Linked DNA regions of Mus musculus: region 1 is linked to region 2. Evidence: chromatin contacts called from public HiChIP or PLAC-seq data. All regions are on one chromosome and are shown on one strand. Each heading gives the region's core, a stretch centred on a gene start, on an enhancer-like site or on the middle of the called end of the contact. The rest is flanking DNA. Distances are from core to core; before and after follow the strand shown.

Region 1 (6,414 bases), core at 3,530-6,029, 640 kb after region 2:
CATCAGATAACAACTACAGCTTAGTGCTAGCACGAGTGTGTAGTGTGTAGGGTGTCTCAGTCACTCCTCACACCCAAGGAGAAAGAACCAAAACCTCAATGCAAAGATAACTGACTGTCTTCTGTTTCCTTCTGTGTTTAGCTGCTCTTAACCCGTCTGCCCTTCTCCTTTGCTGTGTTTATGGGGAACAGCGCTCATTCCTGGAAGTCACCAGAGCCACTTCTGGTGGAGCAGCTGGCCTTGGTAGAAATCTTCAGTGCCCCTCTCTAGTTTTTATGATCTAGAAAGCCTGGAGACTGACCTGTATGTTGATAGGATGTGGTCAGAGGAGGGTAATGGTACCTTAGGTTTATGTAGGGCCCCTCGCCAGGCACTGTGGCTCCGCTCCTCCTAACCCTCCTTTTATATTAGCATCTTTGTAAATTACAGTGTGTAGGAGAGTAGGGTGGGGTGGGGTCTGTTTTTTCTCACTGGGGAAGCCCAAGTATCGAAGCCCTTGTGGGGCTTCTGGGTGATCTGAGATGTTGAATCACTGAGTCTCTGGCAGTCAGGGGTGCCTCCGGACGGCCTTTCCTCTCATCCATTTCACCGTAGGCTGGTTGTCCATCCAGGGGCTTCCGTCTCCCTTGGCTTGCTTCTTCTAGGCTTTTCTTCCTACACCATTCTTTCCAGCAACTCAAGAGGACTCTACAGGGCTTGAAATCTGGTTATTCAGGTGGTAATATCTAATCATTAAATGAACAACTTTAGAAGTAAAAGCAGGGTTGGATTCCAGCTCCACAATTTTAGTAGTTTGTGTGGTCATGCTTTGAGCCTTTCTAAGCCTCAATTTTCTTACCCTGTAATTTGAAGAAACCACTTCACAAAGATGTGAAAATTAAATGATCAAATGGTTTTGAGCCATTCATTAAAAGCCCAGGCACACAGTGAGCGCTTAGCAAACGCTCAGCATTGATTGTACTTACGGTGGGCAGTTTACACAGCATAGGGGCTACCTGCTTATCCATGATTTATAAGACCTCCTCTGTTGAGCTTCGTGGGACAAGGCCGTATGGTAGGGTTAACTTTTGAGCCTTTGGAAGAGTTTTCTGTCATGTTGAATCATCTGTATTTCTCAGGGAATGGCCATTTTATCAGGGCGTTTTAGGATGCTCGAATGGGGCTGGGTGGATATCACACTCAGTGGTCACACGGTCTGCTTGTATATCTGTGTCCCTTCGAGTTTTGAATATCTGTGTCCTCACTCACTTTTAGTTTGACTAGAGCTTTGGCCAAATGCCTTTTTTTCTTTTAAACAGGAAAAGTAATTCTTTGACTCACAAGCTAGGCTTTTAAAACTGCCTACTCGTAAGTGTCTTACGTTTTCTTTGAAAATGTGAATGCCCAGTTTACTTTGTTTTCCAGACTTCCCAATCAGCTCTGGGATAAGCTCTGGTGAGTCTCTGCTGGTCCTGGCTGACCACTCTCACCTTGTTCAGCAAATTGTAGGCACCTACAGCTGTCCTCTTGATTAGCAGTGAAACCCATGGAAAGGAGCTTGCAGGAGAGTGGCCTTCTGGGAGTTCAGGGGTGTGTGTGTGTGCTTGTGCACGTATTGGGATCAGCCTGATCTAGGAGTTTGTGTGTACAGTGTTCCTGGGAACCTGGCTCTTTGTCCATTAGGCCGTTTTCGTGGTTTCCAGCTGGCTCCTATATGGTTGGGAAAGATAGGTCTTGTTCTTTATGCATCACATTCCTTACAGACTGCTGTCTCCTAAGACCAGGTAGTCTGTCGACCAGTGTTTACCTCCGATATCAAGAAAGCATCTTATTGCCTGCCTGGTTTTGTAGACAAGAATTGGTGGGAAACTGCCATTAAAATGAGCAGTTTTAGAGAAGAATGTCGAGGGCAGACTGCACAGCGTAGAGGCTGTCGCTGTAAGGCGGGTGGCACTGAGGCACCAGTGTTGGGACCCTAGGCCTTGAGTAAGAGTGAGCAGTTGCAGATGATAAGATCTCATGGGGCAGGATTGACCCCTGCTTTCCAGCAGCCATTTGTGTGATCACTGAGTGCCCAGTTGAACCAGATTCTCCTTCTTACTTAGGCACAGGGAGAGCTCTGCATGCCCAGCTATGTACTAAGTCTCAAGCCCAGCCCCATGCAGCCCTTAATTTAAATACTGTGGACTAACTAGATCAAGTGGGCTCTGCCGCTGCCTGTGAGAGTCATGTGGGTGAGACTTCCTTTCCCCAGTGTGCATTTCACACTGACCCTGCATCTGAGGAATAGACATTCTGGTTGGCCAGCAGGGGTCAGGCATTCGTTAAAAGAACTGCCCAGTGGTCAAGTCCCATGAACTTTAATTTATAATCCCCCCCATACATATACACATATACATATATGACACACAATCTTTTTTTGGTCAAGTCTTTTTTTTTTTTTTTTAGATTTATTTATTTATTTACTTATTTAATGTGTGTACACTGTAGCTGTCTTCAGACACTCCAGAAGAGGGCATCAGATTTTTTTTACGGATGGTTGTTAGCCACCATGTGGTTGCTGGGATTTGAACTCAGGACCTTTGGAAAAGCAGTCGGTGCTCTTAACCACTGAGCCATCTCACCAGCCCCCTAATTTGGCCAAGTCTTACAAACTTTCACATCCACACATACACTCACACACACATACACACAGGTACACACATACACATTTTTTTTTCTGTCTACATCTCATGCACTTTATAATAGTCCCTCTCTCTCTCATTTCTTTCTGACCACATCTCATGAACTCTGTGTGTGTGTGTGTGTGTCTGTGTGTGTGTGTGTGTGTGTGTGAGAGAGAGAGAGAGAGAGAGAGAGAGAGGGACAGAGGGAGGGAGGGAGGGAGGGAGCGAGCGAGAGAGAATATGAATGAACAGATGCTTCCAGGCAGGTTGCATGCACAGGAATGTGGAAGCCTGCAGTTGTCACATGTCTTTTGAGATGGTCCCTTACTCAGTCTGCTGCAGGCAGCCGTCCTGATTCCCAGCCCAGGTCCCCCAGCTTGCTCAGGAGTCACTGCACGGAGCCATCTTTCCTGCTCCATGCCTTTACTTTCCAATATACTTACTGTATTTTAAATTCGCTTAGTGATACATTAGTTATTCAAGAGAGGATGTGTCTTCTGTTTCATTTTTTTAAATAGTTAAGATATTTAGGGTTGAATTTTAAATTTCAGTACCAGACTTTTTTGGCCAGGTAATGAATTAAAATTTTAGCTTTGAGTAGGCAATGAACAGTACTAAGAATAAGGCCTGACTCTATAGTCAAACAAGGGTTTCTCTTTCCCTTGATTGCAAAGCAAGCTGATACACTCATTCAGGGAATGACAAGCAGAACTTGGGAGGGAGACTTGAATGTGTTCCTATGAGGCCCCGCTTGGCCTGCTGACCATGGGCCTCCTAGTCTGAGAGCAGGTGGCCCTGGAGAGGAGACAGATGTCCACTCTGGGGCTGTCGTGTTAGCGGGTCAAAGGCTTTGGGGCCTGGCTTCAGTCAGCTACTTCCAGGGGTGAGAGGCCTGTGGGTCCAGAGGGGAGGGAAGGCACCTAATGGAGTTGAGGACCGTGGCAGCAGTCACTGCTACAGCTGAACAAGCTTGGCTTCTCGGCTTCTCGCGGTGGAGGCCCTCTGGCTTCAGTTTGAGATGTGTTTTCTGAAAAGTAGCTTCACCTCTCTGTTTGACTTGCCCTGCTTGTGGGCTTCTGTGGCTGCCCCCCACCCCGCCCCCACCCCAGGTCCTGAGTCCTCTGGCCTTGGGAGGGAGCACTGCCACCCCTGGCCTGTGAATCTCGCTGCCTGTCTTGGGAGAGGAGCTGCTGGGCTCTGACAGAGTAGAGGGGTCCAGGTAAGCATCCCCAAGGCTTCCTGGACTCTCAGCTCTGCACTCTGGCTGGACTGAAGCTTCCTGCCAGGCTCTGCTGGACACCAGCCACTTCCTCCAGCAGCTGATTTATGTGCTAATTATCTTAATTACTGAGTGTCTGCAGGGGATTGAAAGCAAGACCTCCTGGAACACCAGTGTCTTCAAATACCCAGGCTCCCGGTGACTTCAGATCACTAACAAGGCCTAAGACAGAACGCTGTAAATATTGGTTGTCTTGTTTAGGGCCTGGTGACAAGGGAGGGAGTAGCTTATGCACATGCAGTTGTTTTCTCCAAATTCTTTTGGCCCCTGATTCATCGAGTCCAGGTGACGGTGTGGACGGCCATTTGTTCCTGTATACAGCAGGAATTGCTCTAGTCTGTGGCCTGTAAAACATTATCCATACTTGGTGGTGGTGTTTGAAAGACAGGACTAATCTTTCTATGAAAGACCTGCCCCTGTACCCACTGGTCACTCAGCAGCCTGCAGGCCACACCGCAGTGCCTACTCCGCTGTCCTGGAGTTAGTTGGCTCCTCCTTCCCTTGCTCTTCCGTAGCGTGTCCTGTCCCTGATTCATCTCTCTGTTGCATACATATCATGTTATGTCGATTAGCTACAGAGTCACTGTGGGTATCATGTTTATTCACTGATACGAGAATCGTAGACTTTGAGTATGCCTTATTTTAGTGCACTGCATTTTTATTTATACCCCATGTTAGAAAGGCAGAATACATGTATTCATAAGGCAGTCAGTAATTGGATCTGCATCTGCTCCCAAAGTGTGTGTGTGTTTTTAGTTGATGAGTAAAAATCACTTGCATTTATAGTTGTCATTCTATTCTCATGTTTAAACATTGTGAGATGCCTGCACCAAGCTATGTAATACGTGCCCTCACATACTTCCTGTCTTTGTGGTGAGAACTCATAAAATCTGCTCTAAGCAGTGTTGAGGTATACAGAATTGTCATCATATCCAGTCACCAGAAGTTCTCCCTCCTAACTGTTGTTTCCTTTGACTAGTATTTCCCAGAATCTCACCACCAGCTACCCTGACATCTGACTCCAGATAACTTCTGTCCTACTCCTTGTCACTCTAGGTTCTGTCTATGTGAGATGGAGAGCTGTTTGTCTCTGCCTGGCTCTTTCCTCATCGGTCTTGATTGTTTTGTGTATGACAGTATGGTGTGTCGGTGACAACTAGAAACACTCCTTTTGAAGGCATGGATGGTAGTAGACTCTTCAGCCCCCGAACACAGCCACTCTTATCCAGGAAGGTGTGCTCTTATTTTTCAGCTGTGTTAAGAATGCGTGTCCCAGGCCGTACCACAAACGAGGGTGTATGAGCCCGGCGTAGTATTAACTGTAGTCACAATGTGTGTGGCAGAGCTCTGGAACCGTGATGTCCACCTCTGCTTCCCATGGACTGTCATTACAGGTGTGCCACTGTCCCTAGCCTCTCTCAGCTCTGTTTTTAAATATTGTAATAACAAAGCAAGTAAGATGTGCAGAGACTGTCCTGACTTTGAGGAGAACGATGTGTTTACTGTATTGATCTGCAGACTAAGGTTCAGAGACCCACCTGCCTGTTCTCTACCCGGCCTGCTGTCTCTGTCTCTGTCTCGCTGACTTAAACGCTCCTTGAGAGGCACAGAATTTGAACTCCCTTTACCCAGTCACGTCTCCCTATGGCCCTTGTAGAGTTACTGTTTTCCTCCCCGTATCCTTACCCCTGGCTTCTCTTCCCCCAAATAGGTTTCTATCTTTAGGTCAAGAAGCCAGAACTATTATATTTGTACCACCTAGTTAGTATGTGTAATTAAGATAGCCAAGGGCATCCCAGGGAAGCGTTCACAGAGCCCTTCACTGGCCCCATGAAACGGCTTTCCCTGACTTGAAGAAGAGGCATGGCAGCGTTAACATTTGGACACTGTTCGGTTCTGCATCTCAGCGTTTGATGTGGACGACTTCAGTTTTTAAACATCACTCTACTTACATTAGTGGACTAGCCTTTGTGACAAATGTAACAGATGACAAGACTGGAGTTACTTAAAATTCCCTGTTGCATGATTCTGCCTAGCCTCAGGTAACACTTGTGTGACACTTTTATATGGGGGAAAGCCAGAGTATTTCACAGTGGGGTGCGTCTGCTGTGGTCCTTATGGCCGAGGGTGCAGGACAGGTCAGAGAAGCAGAGGAAGCTAAAGAACTGAGCCCAGCAGTCTGTTGGGCAGCCACAGCTCTCAACTCCCTGCAGCCTGACACTGGGATGTGCAGAAAGAAGCGCCCCCTGGTGGAAGCAGGCACCAGCCGGGACCCTCAGCTTGCTGGGAGCCCCACTTAGGTTTTCTTTCTTAGATTATCTTGGCAAGACCCTCCAGAACATTGCCATCAGCACTGCAGACTGATGTGCACTGTGCCCATTCTCTATGTCCACTCCCGAGCCATGCCTGCTTCCATTCCTCAGAGTCCAGCTGTTCTGCTTGGCTTTGTGTCTAACCTGGGCCACTGCCTTGGTTGCCTGAGTGGCTCTT
Region 2 (6,262 bases), core at 340-2,839:
AGGCTGAGTTGTGTTTCTGGGATGCTCATTCAAACAGGCACTTCTCCCCAGGATGCTGAGAGCATCATTAGTTGGGGGGTGCACATGCTCGGAGTAGAAACAAGATTCTTGACCTCCAAGATCTGGCAGGTTTGGAATGACACTTAAGACAATGTAAAGAAGTATCCTTTGTGCTCTTATAAAACAGCCCTTTTGGGCTTAACTGAGAAGGAACTCCAAGCTTGCTACCTGATAGGTCTGAAGATGAACTCTGTGGAAGCCCAGAACTAAAGCTTTCAGATCCATTCTCCAGGCTGACAGGCTGGAGGGATTTGATGCCAGTCGGAAAGCGCTTTACAGGACGTTATCTCCTGCTGGCTGTTATCAGTTACTCCTGGGTAAGCCAGAGCCCCAGAATAAACACCGTGGACAACACTATCAGGGGAGATGTTGATGGGGTCAGTGACAGAAAGCTTTCTGGGGGAGAGCAATTTCTCAAGCCTCTCAACCAAAATAAATATCCCCTTATCAGCCCAATATCAGTCCTTCGGGTGAGGCCCAGCAGGCAGGAAGTTCAAATTGTCACTTTTGTTTTTTAAAGCTAAAATGGTAAAGGAAGAGAGAGACAGGTTAAGCTGGAAGGCTGACAGGCGAGGCATCCCACAGTCACAGGAAGGGATTTACTGGAGGTAAGACAAAAAGATAATGATTTTAGAAGCACCCTCAGGTTAAGAGAAAAGAAGTTGTGTGCGCATGTGCGTATGCCTATGTATGTGTGTGTGTGGGCGCGCGAGAGCGAGCGCGTGAGAGTGTGCAAGCCTGCTTGTGTACGGCCTTCCTAACTCTGCTCTTTTTTTGATGGGGGTTCTGGGGGAAGACTTATTGTGCAGTCTCAGTAGGTCTGGAACTTGTTATATAGATTGGACTGGCCAAGAATAAAGAGATCCACCAGCGTCTGCCTCTCGATCACTGGGATTGAGGGTGTGTGCCACCACACCCCTGTCTGTGCCATTTTTTTAATGTGGCAAATCACATCAAAGACTCATAATGTTTTTGTAGTAGTCCCACAGTGGAAACTTAACAAATGAAAGCTGTTAAGTATAAAGAATTGGGCTTTCTTCCAGTGTAGAGCACAGGTTTAATCGGCTCTCTTCTTGCTAAGCACTTTAGTTACTGAACTACTGTGAAGCTAATGACTGAACCAAGAAACAATGAAGTCAGAGCTTTTCATTTTCTCCGTGACATGCATAATTTAGCGTTTGGTGGCTCTGTCTTCAGAAAACAAACAAACAAACAAACAAACAACCAGGCTGAGAACTTATCCTGAAGGAATATCCGCAGCAAAATGTCAGTCTCTAAAATACTTTACAGCTGGAAATTATAGACTGTATATGAAGGTACATTTTTAAAAACTCATCCTTCAGCAGCTGACTAATCACAGGAGCTGATATCATTTCTAACTCTCCCACTTAGCAGCTTGAGTTAACATGAAAAAGAAAATCAAGATCTGTTTTTGTTCTTAAATCTTAAATGGCTGTAGGCGGACAGAGTCATTTCAAGAGTGAGCTGCTTTGGAAGGTTCTGAATGGCTTAATTATGCCGACTCACATTTTCGATCTATAATAAGCACCCCTAAGACTACAAGAAAGAACCTAGAAGTTCTGCAGTAGGCAAAACAAAGTCTGTTTTCAACTGAAACCGAGAAAGCAGATTAACATTCAGAAGTCTATAATTTGGTCAACTGATTTCTAGATGGGTTAGTTAGATAGATAGAAAAAAAAATTACCAAAAAGGTTGGGAGGGCCAGGAGCTAAATTTAACAGTTCTTTTCCACATTCCTCTCTCCCTTCTCTTTCCTGTCAGTTTGTGATTTCTGGGGACTTACATTCTTTCATTAGGTTTCCATCCCCTGCACCCCATGATGGAAGTCCTTACGGAGATTCTGGACAGACCTCTATTGTGCTTTAAGCCTGGAAATCTAGCACAGCCCATCTTGGACACTCGATCTGCCTATTAGGCCTGATGAAATGCTGGAAATTTTCCTGATCAGAGTGTCAGTCATCAGTGGCCACACCTGGGCCAACAGGTTTCACAATCAGGAGCAAGAGCCTTGCACGGCAGCTGAATGGTTAACTCTCTTTCTGTCCTAGGAATGTCAGACAAAGGAGGTGTTCCTGTGACCCTCAGAAGACTCCTGCATCAGTCAAAAGGGGGGGGGTGTCTGAAGAGCAAAGCTGTCATTTCATAGCATAATGAAACTTACTTCTGGACACAAAGAGTAAACACTCGGAACAGGCATTGGGGGGATGGTGGGAGGCAGGGGTGGGGGGAGGGCACAGGCCTGTGATCCTAGCATTTTGGAGGTGACAGTGGCTCAAGGCTTTCCCTGACTACATCAAGTCTGAACTGAACCTAAGCAGCACGAGACCTTGTCCATAAACAAACAAACAAACAAACAAACACCCAAAGCAAACCCAAACACGAGGAGAGGGCTTGCTGCTATTGGGCAGGTACCTACCCACCATGCTTAGCTCAAGGGTGTACGTTGCTGAGCTGAGGGCCCGGGCACAAACACTATATTGTGAGCCTACAGGAAAGGTACTGAAGCTAAGATTTTCAGAAAACTGAAAATTCCTGAGAGCACAAGCATTGTAGAATGAACATGGCTAGCGAGACACTGTCCTTGGTCTTAAAAGTTAAAATACTAAAATTAATATTTCTAGTGCTTCAGTGGTAAAATATGAACTACATTTAGTCTCCAGGGAAAGCAAATGAGACTGAAGAGTAGAAACTGGGTAAAGTCTAGCTTGGAACTCTCTATAGATTTCTGGAAATGTTTACTCAAATTTCAGAGACTATTAAAATGAAAACTTTTAAACCTTCAACATTTAGCTTTCATGGGAAGATGGTCATTTGAAAAAGTGCTGTAAGATTCGGCAGTATAACCCAGAACACACACCCTGAGTTAAAATAGAAGTTAGAATTTTTTTTTTTTTATTCTTAAATTGTTCCTAAAGCTACCTGAGACTGACTGAAGAGGGAAAGCTTGCTAGAGGGCATGACAGTAACTTTAGCCAAAATTTAAAAAGAAGAAAAGAAAAAGTAAAAGCTTATAAACCCAAGGAAGCAAGAATTTGTCAAGATAAAGAGATAGGCGGTTACCGTAAGCCTGATTGAAAGATGAGATCAGTCCCCTTTACCATAAGGAAGGAAGCTCAGATATGACATCTCTTAGGGTTATTCACTTAGACTACTTGAACAATTATGACAGTTTTTTTTTTTTTTTCTAGAAAACAGCTTTCCACATTAGATCATGGCTTTACAGGCACACGTATCTTCACAAGATTTCAGTGAAAACTCAAAGCTCTGACCCAGCACAGCAGGAAGGGACTGCAGCTGGCCTGTTCCACAGGTCCATACCCATTGGGATTGTGCCTACAGCCGCTTGCATAAATTAGAATCGGAAATATACTTCTTCCTGCAACTTTCCGAAAACAACATTCTGTACTGGTTATTTTATACAATATATGTAATATGTATATCTTTGATGATTATGTTTTATAATAAGAAGTAGGGACATTAAAGAATGTTTTTCCTCTTCCTCGTCTTAGCTAAAGCCACCTACTTAGTCCAACACATGACGAAGCCGTATAATTAGACAACATGTTATTAGCTCACAGGGGCAGAACTGACATTACTAGCATTTTTAATTTTTTTTTTTTTTTTTTGTTCTGTAATCCACTTACTGAGATTTATCACTGTGAGCTCTCCAGGATAAGGGTAGTGGAGCCTCTCCGCAAAGTCCCGACAATACCACACAAGAAGTTCCTGGTTGGCAGGGATAGGCTTAATAGTGTAGAAGTAGATGTTCATCCCGTTCTGACAGGCAGCCAGGTTTTGCTCCCGGGCAGAGTGAGCTGGATTCACGTAGCGCATCCAGTTGCTTTTCTCCTCATTAAAGCCATCAATGAAGTGGTGGAACTCCTCTCTGGAATAGATCTGTTCAAAAGGAGAGGATAGATGCAGTGTGAAAGACAGCCGGCCAGCCCAAAGCGACCGGGAAGCTTCCCTGAATGGCTCAGAAGGAACACAGGCGAGCAACCAACGCTGTACCCATGACTCCAGGCCTCATTGCTGATCCGGTGGGACTCACGCTGAATCAGCAGAAATGGGGGAGGAAACAGGGCACATTGTGCTAGTTACCTTTCCATTTCAATTTTATGGTCTTCTCATGTTGGGGAGGGCAGTGGATAGCAAAATAATAATAATAATAATAATAATATTCCAATTAACAACAGCCGAGAGTGGGTGAAACTACCATAAAGAGGTACTCTTGCTACAGTAGCGAATATCGATCAGGCGACTCTGCTCAGCCCAGAGTTCCAACTCTGCTGACTTCTAGTGCTTTGAGTCACTGGGCACAGCAGCCGAGAGGACTGCGTCAAACTGAGTCTCACCTTTTTTCTATGGCCTCTGTACTTGTGTTTCCTACACCTCCGCCCGCCCGGGGCTTAGGCTCTGCAAACATCCTCCACCCCCAACCCTGAGTCCCACAGTAACACTTGTTCAGATGAATACTTGGAACCCTGCCTTTTTGTGGAAACACTGGGTGGGGCAAAGGTGAACTTCACCTGCCATAACAGAGTGAGGCACTGGCACGGAGGCCAAAGTTTGACAGCCTATCGAGAAGTAACTTTTCCTCTTGGTAAACACAGGCGGCCACCCTGTGCCTCTCTCTTGAAAAGGAGTAGAGAGATTTGCCCATATCTGTGAGGAGGCTGGCATACACGGTCTACACACACAAGAGCCACGAGTTTGGCCTTTTGGAAAAAGAAGAGAAAGAAAATATATGGTTCTTCTTCAGCAATGCTACCTCTGACTCACAGCTGTACTCAGAGTGCTTGGTTAAAGGCATAGTTAAGAGCAGGGGAGAAATACACTCCTACTGAAACCAAGGGGTCAAAGACTCACTCCTCATCCTCTCCAGAAAAGCTCCTCTCCTTGAAGAACCACCGCCTTCCTTCAGAGCAGAGAGCCCTCTTTACACACAAGACAGTCTCCAAGAGGTACGGCGCTTCCATGCTCACCTCAGGGAGTTTGCTCTACAGGGCTATTTGCTGTATTCTTAGTCACACACAGGCTGTGTGAACGTTTCTGTATTTCCCTCTAACGTTATCAGAAATAAAAAAGGAACTCTGTCCCTTTAACACAGGCAGTAAACAGCAGAATCAGTTTCTTTTAAGAGAGACTTCCTGTGAATTGTATGTGTGTGTGTGTGTGTGTGTGGGGGGTGCGTGTGGCTTCATCAAAGCAGCCTGCGAGAGCTTCCGCGGTGTATCTTGTTAAGAGAAAATGTAACAAGACCGACTGGATTCTGCTATCAAGAGGGGTTTTCAAGTTTGTTTACTCTGACGCGCAAACTTCCAGGAACAAGGGGTTCCATCGCCCTTACACCAGGGTGGAAACAGCTAGCAGAGGGTGTGCCGATCCCAGTAGGCCTTTCATGGCTACGGTTTACTGTATCCTTGTTTTAAAAAAAAGGACCTTGGATGTCGTGAAAGTCACACGCACCCCAAGAAACTAGCATCATGCTTTTGTAAAAGGCACACTGATACCAGCCTTTCCATCCAGTATCAAGAAGACTAAACACAAGCTGATTCATACTACAGTTACAAGAAATGTCACTGCTTTCTCAACCTGAGCATCTCTGACTGTGTAATTTGCATGACAACCTTTCATTCCTCACAACACAGAGATGTTCCTATTCCTGCTTGACAAATCAGGATCTTCCAACCTGTGAAAAGATTCATTCCTGTCTTCCTTGCATGTGGACAACTGACTTAAATAATTCCTCCCAAGGGAAGCCTTCTAGTTATTTAGTCTAATTCTTTTTGTAAATCTTTAAATGGGACAGTGGGGACAGTAATGGGAGAGCCTTTGGTGCTTCTTGACCGTTTTCAAAACGACAGTGTCGGATTGTCTTCATTCATACCAGCTGAGGCCAAGATTAATCTACCACTGGTGGCTCCCATCTGAGAACAGCAATAAGGGCGAAACCGCTCATAATCTCAGACTGCGATCTTGGAGCAATATAATTTAACACCAACTAAGTATTAAATAAATAAAAATTGAGAACAAATACTTAACAAGACTACAGATGCAGTTGTAGAAGTAGTACGTTTCTGGAAACAAAGACTTCCTAGCTGAAGACAGACTCTCTCAGGAATAAGTAATTTTTTAACCAAAGTCTTTTTCTCATGTAATCCAGTTGTGGATATTACCA

Evidence for each region. HiChIP or PLAC-seq counts read pairs in DNA pulled down with a chosen protein or histone mark.
Region 1: an H3K27ac HiChIP or PLAC-seq map of SST interneurons shows a contact between it and region 2, with 9 times the contacts expected there. The contact joins two enhancer-like sites. A contact is called at or near these places in 10 of 115 datasets of contacts at active chromatin or transcription factors (SST interneurons, bone marrow-derived macrophages, embryonic stem cells and 1 more) and 2 of 9 other capture datasets (adipose tissue and embryonic stem cells).

Annotation. Positions count from the first base shown.
Region 1 is chr10:45,080,677-45,087,090 of GRCm38.p6, forward strand. The region is part of intron 2 of Prep (prolyl endopeptidase); the gene reads left to right. Among named protein-coding and RNA genes, the nearest start is that of Prep, 17 kb to the left of the region's middle. Within about 2 kb of position 4,780, at least 31 of the 459 cell types and tissues checked have an H3K27ac peak or open chromatin away from gene starts, as enhancers often do. A contact at or near this core is called in SST interneurons, where this site is marked.
Region 2 is chr10:44,443,067-44,449,328 of GRCm38.p6, forward strand. It overlaps Prdm1 (PR domain containing 1, with ZNF domain), which reads right to left. Exons shown (of 7, transcript NM_007548.4): 4 at 3,726-3,978. Among named protein-coding and RNA genes, the nearest start is that of Prdm1, 13 kb to the right of the region's middle. Within about 2 kb of position 1,590, at least 28 of the 459 cell types and tissues checked have an H3K27ac peak or open chromatin away from gene starts, as enhancers often do. A contact at or near this core is called in SST interneurons, where this site is marked.